Linked DNA regions of Gossypium hirsutum: all the other regions are linked to region 2. The links are chromatin contacts, called in public Hi-C maps. All regions are on one chromosome and are shown on one strand. The core of a region is the stretch at or near the end of the contact, and the rest is flanking DNA. Distances in the headings are between cores, read along the strand shown. Region 1 has its middle 10 kb from the start of LOC107957172. Region 2 holds the start of LOC107959924. Region 3 holds the start of LOC121229168.

The links. A called contact is a pair of places that touch in the nucleus more often than the background predicts.
Region 1: a contact with region 2 is called in a Hi-C map of leaf, with 1.7 times the contacts expected there. The contact joins the enhancer-like site here to the promoter of LOC107959924 in region 2. A contact is called at or near these places in 2 of 34 Hi-C or Micro-C datasets (leaf and seedling).
Region 3: a Hi-C map of leaf shows a contact between it and region 2, with 1.7 times the contacts expected there. The contact joins the promoter of LOC121229168 here to the promoter of LOC107959924 in region 2. A contact is called at or near these places in 3 of 34 Hi-C or Micro-C datasets (all in leaf).

What each region holds. Positions count from the first base shown.
Region 1 is chrA05:53,637,681-53,640,810 of Gossypium_hirsutum_v2.1, reverse strand. No RefSeq gene overlaps it. Among protein-coding and RNA genes, the nearest start is that of LOC107957172, 10 kb to the left of the region's middle. Within about 2 kb of position 1,495, at least 3 of the 9 cell types and tissues checked have an H3K27ac peak or open chromatin away from gene starts, as enhancers often do. A contact at or near this core is called in leaf, where this site is marked.
Region 2 is chrA05:52,729,879-52,732,938 of Gossypium_hirsutum_v2.1, reverse strand. It overlaps LOC107959924, which reads left to right and starts at 1,422. Exons shown (of 2, transcript XM_016896097.2): 1 at 1,422-1,924; 2 at 2,621-3,060. The coding sequence starts at 1,847.
Region 3 is chrA05:53,251,764-53,254,609 of Gossypium_hirsutum_v2.1, reverse strand. It overlaps LOC121229168, which reads left to right and starts at 1,362. Exons shown (of 7, transcript XM_041112601.1): 1 at 1,362-1,853; 2 at 1,960-2,046; 3 at 2,202-2,441. The coding sequence starts at 1,566.

The sequences.
Region 1 (3,130 bases), core at 246-2,745, 910 kb before region 2:
GAGCTATTCGAGTCTAAGTATTATTAAACTCAAATTTAACTTAATAATTACGGATTTAAATTTAATTTTTTTTCAAATCAAACTAGTATGAATAACAAAAAAACTATTATACTTCATTAGTACTTGTTAGGATAATTAAAGGCATAAAGTTAATAAAGTTATTGAGAAATTAAAAACCCACAAACCGTAGGTATGGACAACAAATATAAAAAGTTTAAATCATTTAACAAGGAATATTGGTTTCAACATTGAAGGTTCCCCAATAAATGGGTCTTGGAGATATGATCCAGATATGTAGTAAAAGGTTGAAGTACTTGAAGTATGATACCACTCGTAAGAAAGCAATTTGATTAGTTATCAAATTTCTTTGGATACTTGTTTAAAAATATAATATCTCTTCTTCATGGAAAAGCCAAATACCAATTCAAAGAAGTGCACAAATCTATAAACTATTACCACTCCCACTTTCTTTTTTAAATAAATAAATATTTCAAATCACATTGTTTAGTTTAATCACCAACAGGGGTCTTTGCTAATCACTTTTATTTTGAGTTTAAATTTATATATATATATTAGTTTTGACCTATAATTTTTAAAAATATATATATAAGTAAATATATTCATATGAAAATAAATGATTATATTTTATTTTAAATATAATAATAAATATATCAATATCAATATGTTTTGGTATACTGTTTTGAGTTTATTAATATTTTTTAAAAATATTTTCATATATTATACACTGGTAATTATATCTCAATTATATACATTTAAATATATTTATATGAAAATATTAATTATTTTTAATAAATTACTTAAATGGTTATATTTTATTTTTAAATATACCAATAAAAATATTAAAATCTTGTACAAATTGATACGGGTCAATATGCACTAGTACAAGTTGAAATGGACTAAAATGCGCCGATATTGATAGGAATTTATACCAAAATAGTAACTAGAATTTTTTGTTCTAATTTACAACCAAAATGAGATATTTCAACTGTCACAAGCGATATCGATACAAAATTTAAATTAAGAATATTTACACATAATAACATTTAAATTAAGAATAAAATCTAGACATATGTGATTAAACTCAAATATGAAACATAAAAAAAATTTAACTTTTATCTACAACTTTAAAATAAATAAAAACTACAGATAATACTTGGGTTAGTGTGTTAATGATTCATTATATCTGTGTCAAATTTAATAAAATGTATAAATATAAAGGATTAAATATAAATACCAATTAGTCAAAGATGACATCAGAATCTTTGTTAATGATTTATTCAAGGACAACCAAAACAGAAATGCATGATAATGTTAATATTCAAAATAAAAAGTTTTTATAATTTACTAAAAATTGAGTGTCTTATATTTAGCCTAAAATAAAAATAGTAGAAGGTAAGCCCCCACCAGCTATGGCCTAGGGATTCGAATTTCCAAGTCATGGTTGAATGGACGGAATTAGTGGGAGTAGTTTTACCCGCAACTTCGTGCTAAAATAAGTCGTCCACATTCTAGACTTGTGCAAACGTGCAATGGTAGCTTCGCCTTTTGTAGAATTTCTGCTATTTCCTCTAATATAAATTATACACCATGTTTAAGGCGTTCTTGAAATTAATTAATTTATTTTCCTCATGGAACAATCAATAATAATTATTAATTGAATACATCTTGATAAAATTAAGACAAAGCTTCAAAATTCAGATGATGTTTAGGGTGTTGATTATTCTCAGCTTTTAATTTTTTTGAACTAATTTTAATTTTATTAATTATGTGTAAAAGAATTTTTTTTAATGTTTCCCAACAAAATTTTGTCCAAATTCAATTCAGATAAAAATGTTAAAATTTAAGCTTGATTTGGTTTGTCTGTATTAAATTTTTATACTATTTTTTAAAAAATTATAATACATCAAAAATACTAAAAATATTAAAATAAATGTTTCCCAACAAACTAAATTTTTTTTAAAAAAATATGTATATTTAAATAACATTAAGATATATGCAACTTAACTACCAAATGCCTCTAAAATAGTAACAAAATTAACAATAAAATAAAAGTTATACAATATTCAAATAGTAACAGTAAAATAGTAACAACGTAATAATGAAATTGTAGCAAAATAGTGAGAAAATAACAAGAAAATAGCAACAAAATAGTAAAAAACAACAAAAGAAAACAACTTTTTTTTACAAATTCGGGCTAGGCCAAGCAAGGATCGGGTCAAAAAAGTCTTACCTGAGGCTCGACCTTTTTTCTAAACGGATCTTATCTTTTTGTTCAAGCCCATTTTTCGAGTCTATATTTTTATTCAAATTCTCTTATTTTTCGTGCGAGCCTTCGGATCAAGAGATGGACAAATCTACTAAAGTGAAAAGATTACATAATTCCAAATTTGAACAACTTACATTGAGGTATCCTTTTAATGCTTTAACCCATCTTCATCATATTCATCATCTTGTATCTATAATTTTATGTAATTTGGATTTTATATATTTTTCTAAATTTTTATATATTTAATTATTATATATATAAATTAGAGTTTATATGTACTTTTTTTATACTTTCTTTCTATTTTAATAACTTATATGTATATAAGTAGATTTTATATATTTTCTGATTTCACATATATTTTTTAGATTGTTTATATATATTATTTCTTTCCATCTTTATAATTTTAATAATTGACATATATATTTTAGATTGTATATAATTTTCTAAATTTTTCTATTTTATTTTTATTTTTTATAATTTTTTATGATTTATACAAATTTTATTAAAGAAAAATGATATATTTTATAAAGGAATGCCAAGTGGTACTTTTTCATTGGTCACAACATATCAAATGAAGCTTTTTCATTCGCTAAATCTACCCAACGTTTTTTTAACGTCTATTAAAAGAGGGCCCAAAAACTTGACTTTGGCGCTTATGGACCATCAATGTACCAAATGATAACACATCATTAAAAAATAAAGTTAAAAGAATTTAGTTATAAAATTTTACGACAATATGTTATAATTTGGTTAACATATAGTGCAAATTATATAAATAAGTACTGTTGAGATAAGATGTGCTAATTGAAGTTGAGTGGCTACTGCATGCTGTCACTTAAGCAA
Region 2 (3,060 bases), core at 173-2,672:
CTATACCTATTTAAAAGTCTTGAAAATACCATTATTACCAGTCCATCGATGATTTTATTGCTCTCTCTGAATACATGTAGTAATTTTAAAATAAAAGAAATGTGCTCACATGACCCACATTACATGTGCTCAAGACCAAATAAGCCAAAAAAGAAGAAGAAGAAAATGTTGAATATGGGGTTGTAGGATTTTCAATTATGAATCTAGAGTTTAAGGTTTTTATATAATGTTTTATAAAAGCAAAATAAAACTCCATACCTTTTTTTCTCATATGAATTTTATGTAATTTCAAATTGATTTATGTGAGCAATATTTTATTTTAAAATTGTTATATAATCTGTAGTGGTTTTTAGAAGTAATTTGGACATGAAAAACATTTTTTTGAAGCAAAAGAATTCTAAACAAACAAATTTTGATGGAAATTTTTGGTTTTTTAAAAGCATTTTTTTGAATGAAGTAGTTCAAATTATTTAGCTTCTTCTCTTTCAAAAATATTTTTGGCAACTTAATTATCATTTCACCCCCAACATATGGCACTTCCTATTCTCTAGCTAATTGCTTAAAAAATATTTAAAATTTATTTTTTATATATTAAAATATAATAAATTATAATAAATTATTTTCTATATTCTTATTAAAATATCATAATATTAATTAATTTAAATATTATTTAAATGCTTATTTTTTAATTTTTAACACCATGTCTTAAATGAACATTTTATTTATCAAAAGTACTTTTTGAAAGCAATACTAAACATTTAAATCTTAAACCAAACTTTTCACAAATATTTCTCAAAATCACTTTCCCAAAACATTCTTTAAAAATACTTCTCAATAGCAATACTAAACTAGTCATTTAGCATTACTTTTCAAAAATGATTTTGGGCCAAAAAATATTTTTGAGTAAAAGTTAAAATTATTTGCTTCTACTTTTGACTAAAAAATACTTTTGCAAAACATTTTTGTCTCAAAAATACTTTTGAAAAGTTCAAAAGCATATTGTTTGGCAATATTTTATCTTAAAAATGTTTCTTAAAAGCAATGTTAAACTGATACTAATTTAGGGTCAACTTAACATTGTTTCTAATAAGTACTTTTGGGGAAAAAAATATTTTTGAGATAAAAAATTACTAAACAAGTTACTTTTTGAGCTTTACAAAAGTGCTTTTAAGACAAAAAAAATGCCTTAGGAAAGTGATTTTTTGCTTAAAACTAGGAGCAAAAAATTTTAACTTTTATTCAAAAATATTTTTTGATCCAAAGCCATTTTTGAAAAATAATACTAAACTAAACCTAATGAAAGTGTTTTGATGGTGTTATCAATTGGAGTAAAATTATCGAATAAAAAAAAATAAAGAGGCTAAATTTTTAGAATTAAAACTATACTAAAAATTTCACACACGCATAGAGTACAGGGACTTAGAGCAGAATTAAACCATTTGTTTTTGCTCTTTCTTTAGGTTTAGTATTTAAAATTGCCACCGATTAACAGAGAGGCACCAGCTCTTTATTCCTTATAAATTTATTTTTAAGATTCAATTTATTTTCTCCTTCTACCTTATTTTTCCCATCAGTTTCTTTTTAATGTTTTGCATTTATCGATTTTCATTAGTTGATAAGAAGAGTCTCTCACTGTCTAAATTTTGGGGCTTTTTCTGTGTGTGTTTTTTCCCTTGTGAAAAGGGAGATTATAGTTAATAGGTAGCCGTTGTAAGTGGAACAAGGTTGCTAAAGATCGAACGAGATTTTCTGGAAGTTGATCTTTCTGGGTTCTTCAGCACTGACTTACAATTATATTTTTTTTAAAAAAATTATTACTAAAAGGAGTTATAAATTTCTAGAAAAAATGTGGTGGATGATGAATGAAGGAGGAGGGCATTGTCCTAAAAAATCTGATGATATCTATGGAGATGTTTGTGGTCAGGTACTTCAATATTTTGATCTCTTTTCCTTTACCTTTTGATTTTTCTGTTAATCTTTTCGTAGGAATTTTAGGGAAATTGATGCCTTTGAGATTATTATTATTATTATTAATCAATTTAGCTGCTAATTGTTAGCTGTTAATTTCAACTTTTTTGGGGATTTGGATTATGTTTTTTTAATCTTTCCTTTTAATTTAGGGTTTGAGAGTTTGATGGTTGATTTATCATCGATCTGAAATTGTGTTTAAGTAACCGAAAATCTTTAAAAAGCTAAAGAATAAGTAATTTGTGAACCGTATTTACATCAAAAAATTGGTTTGCTTTTAACCTATTTTATCCGGATTCGAGGTGAGTGCCGTCAATAGCTGTATATGTATTCGGCATGAATGTCAATACGAGTATTTTAGAAAAGATGAAGAATCTAGGTTCGTAACTTTTAATCATGGAGGAACGTCTGGAAAGCTATTACTTTTCATAGAATCTTATAGGGCATTACTTCGAATATGAGTTGCATGTATTCCATTGCTTTTCTGAACTTCCCCTTGCAAATCATGATGTTTATCGGCAGGGGCGAAGTCAAGAATTTTATGTTGGGGATCGGGATAATAGAGAATCAAATTATAAAACGTATCCCCCTTTGCTTTTTATACTCAAATAAATTTGATTAGTATTAATATCATATCTTCTCGATGTTATAGGATTTGAGCCGGTTGAGCATGTCGAGAATCCGCTGCATACTGCGTGGCATTGATTTGAGAACTTGTATTTTGCTGTTTGTGCTGGTTCCGACATGCATATTTGGTATATATACTCATGGGCAGAAGATTTCATACTTCCTTCGACCACTCTGGGAATCGCCACCGAAATCTTTCCATGATATCCCACATTATTATCATGAGAATGTATCGATGGAAAAGCTCTGTAAACTTCATGGTTGGGGAATTCGTGAATTTCCGAGACGGGTTTATGATGCAGTTTTGTTTAGCAATGAGGTGGATATCCTAACAATACGGTGGCAAGAGTTGTACCCTTACATTACACAGTTTGTTCTTCTCGAGTCTAATTCAACATTTTCGGGAATTCCAAAGCCTATGGTTTTTGCTAGCCATCGAGATCAATTCAAATTTGTTGAGCCCCG
Region 3 (2,846 bases), core at 113-2,612, 520 kb before region 2:
TAAATGCTCAAATTAGACCAGTTAAAGATTAAACTATTTCAAAATGATTAAATATGGGTTAAATTTTTTCGCGAAAGTGTTGAAATAAAAGTTTTTTAAACATCGTATATTAAGTTTCAAATTATATTCTTTTCAAGTTATATATATGATTTAAGTATTTTATTTTATTTTAAACACGTCAATATTTACATGATTTTTTACAAATTAAATTGAAGTAAATAAAAAGCTTTCGCGTGAACAATGCAAAAGGTTGAGTCCTATTTTGAACATTTAGCCAATAATAAATGAATAAAATATTTATATGAAAAGTTAATATAAAATCTTGTAATAGATGTGAGTTTGTCTATAATATACCTCTTGCTGATTCAAGCTACTCAAATCGACCTAAAACAAGTCCAACCCAAGTTACAAGACAACCTAGGAGAAAAATACACCAACCCCATGGCCACCAATTAGCACAATAAACAAAAGAAATCAAAGTTGAGCCCCAAAATATAAGCACTACAAAGACATGCATGAGTGAGTGGAGAACTGTAATGAAATGTAATTGATGGAGACTGCAATAATGCACTTGCATGGATGTGTCTGCATGCGCCACCAGACAGGAAATGTGCTCACTCCTACCCCCCAACAAGATACGATTGTACGATCAAAATACAAAATATTTTAATCGCAATTATAATACAAAGCATACACAAATGTAAAACAAATATACAAATTAACAAATCTAGTCCCCCATAACTCCCAAGTTTTGCTAAACTCTAAATAGTGAAAGGAAATTCAAAGTGGGCAGGCTTTTAGCTTGATGGTTACAAAGTATATAGCTGACACAAAGAACATATTGGGAAGTGAGAAAGTAACTTTGGAAACCCAGGATCAACTGTATTTCACATTTATTCCGATGCATACAAACTACAGTAAAAGAATAACACAGACCATTACCCATATTTTCCTATAAATTTAACACAAATAGGGAAATAATAATAACTAAAGTTTTAGATAACTCGTGTAATCATATAACAATATTTAGATTATTTTTTAATTTATATTAAAATAATTTAATTTTTGATTTATTTGTATAGTTATGATTGCTTGTTACTATTGCGTAACCAAAATATCAAAAAATAAAAAATAAAAAGATTAATAAGCACCGCGATGAAAACAACTTTTGTAGTTGAAATCATAATTTCAAAAGCAAAATAAGAAAATGGAATCTTTGACGTTTAAAATTGTTGTTTCACACAAAGTGACTTTATTATTCTTCATTAAAACATACATTTCTAAACTTTATTTTCTCGATTTTCTGCCAGCTTTGCTAAACTCACCCTCACTATTTATATCACCACACCCACATAAGCAGAGCTTTGAGAAAACCCCATTTCTCTGCTTTCTTTTTTAATAAGCCAAGCTGTCGGGACATCAACACCAAGACATTAGAATATCTGTAAGAGAATAACAAGAATAGGGTATTGTTTTATTTATTATTTTCTGCCATTCTTGGATGTTTTCGAGAGCTTCGAAAAATGGTGTGAAGGATAGAAGCAATCGAGAAAGCTTTTCTTACAATGTTGATCTTATGTCGGATCAGATGCCCCCATTTCGATCACAGAATAAGAAGACTCAACCCATGTTTAAACATGGCTTCTTACTTTCGTAAAACCTCACCAATCATTCATGCTTTTGTAATTTTTCTTCTTGTTTGTTCTTCTTCAATTTCTCCCGTTTACTCATCGGAACCCCATAATCTCCATGCGAGAAATCGAACTTTCCGACCGGATAAAGAGCTACAAAAGTTGAAATTCATAAGACAACGTCTCAACAAGATCAATAAGCCAGCAGTAAAGACAATTCAGGCAATTTAATCTAGTTTTTGCCTTGAGTAATTTTCTTTTTATCTTTTATCAGACATTGGTTTCCAAGATCTCCAACATGTTTTTGTTTATGGTTTTGGTGTTGCAGTGTCCTGATGGTGACACTATAGATTGTGTTTTGTCGCATCATCAGCCTGCCTTCGATCTTCCTCAACTCAAAGGACAACGACCATTGGTAATTAAATAATATTTTAGTTGCACGATATTAACAGTACATGGTTATGTTACAGTGTTTATCGTCGTTATTTATTGCAATTAAAGGGAAAACATCCATTGGTCCACAAATACTAATTGAACAGTTTTTTTTTTCTATTGTTGAAATATGTGCAGGATCCACCGGAGAGACCTAGGATTTATGAAAGAGATGGGGTGATGATGACGGCGGAAGTAGAAGAAGAAGAAGAAGAACATGTTCAGCTATGGAGAATGTCAGGTGAAACATGTCCGGAAGGAACAATTCCCATCAGGAGAACGACGGAACAAGACATGTTAAGGGCTAGTTCTGTAAGAAGATTTGGAAGGAAACCAAGACGACGTGTTAGAAGAGATTCAACCAGCAACGGCCATGAGGTAGGTGTCTTCAAAATTACACTTTTAACAAAAACTGCCATGCCTAAAAAATATCAAATTTTATCTAAGCAACGTTTCCATTTTTTCTTAAAAAAAATAATTATTCATAAGTTACTGTTTTTTATTTTGTTAGAAAAATATAAACTTTTTGACGCACAAAAGTGGGTGAAAAAATTGAAAAAGCAATTGGAATAGCGTTAAAAATCGGAAGGAACCAATATCAAGGAAGTAGTCAAAAGTGGATTGTAAAACGACCCTACTTATTTATTTTTATTACCAGAGACTTCAGTCTCTTATGCCAACATTGACAACCTTGTATTTTGTACATACATTTCTTTGGGGTAGGCTGACAGATTTTTAGTAAAAATCCTTTAAAATAAATTTAGATGAGTGCTTGCATCATAT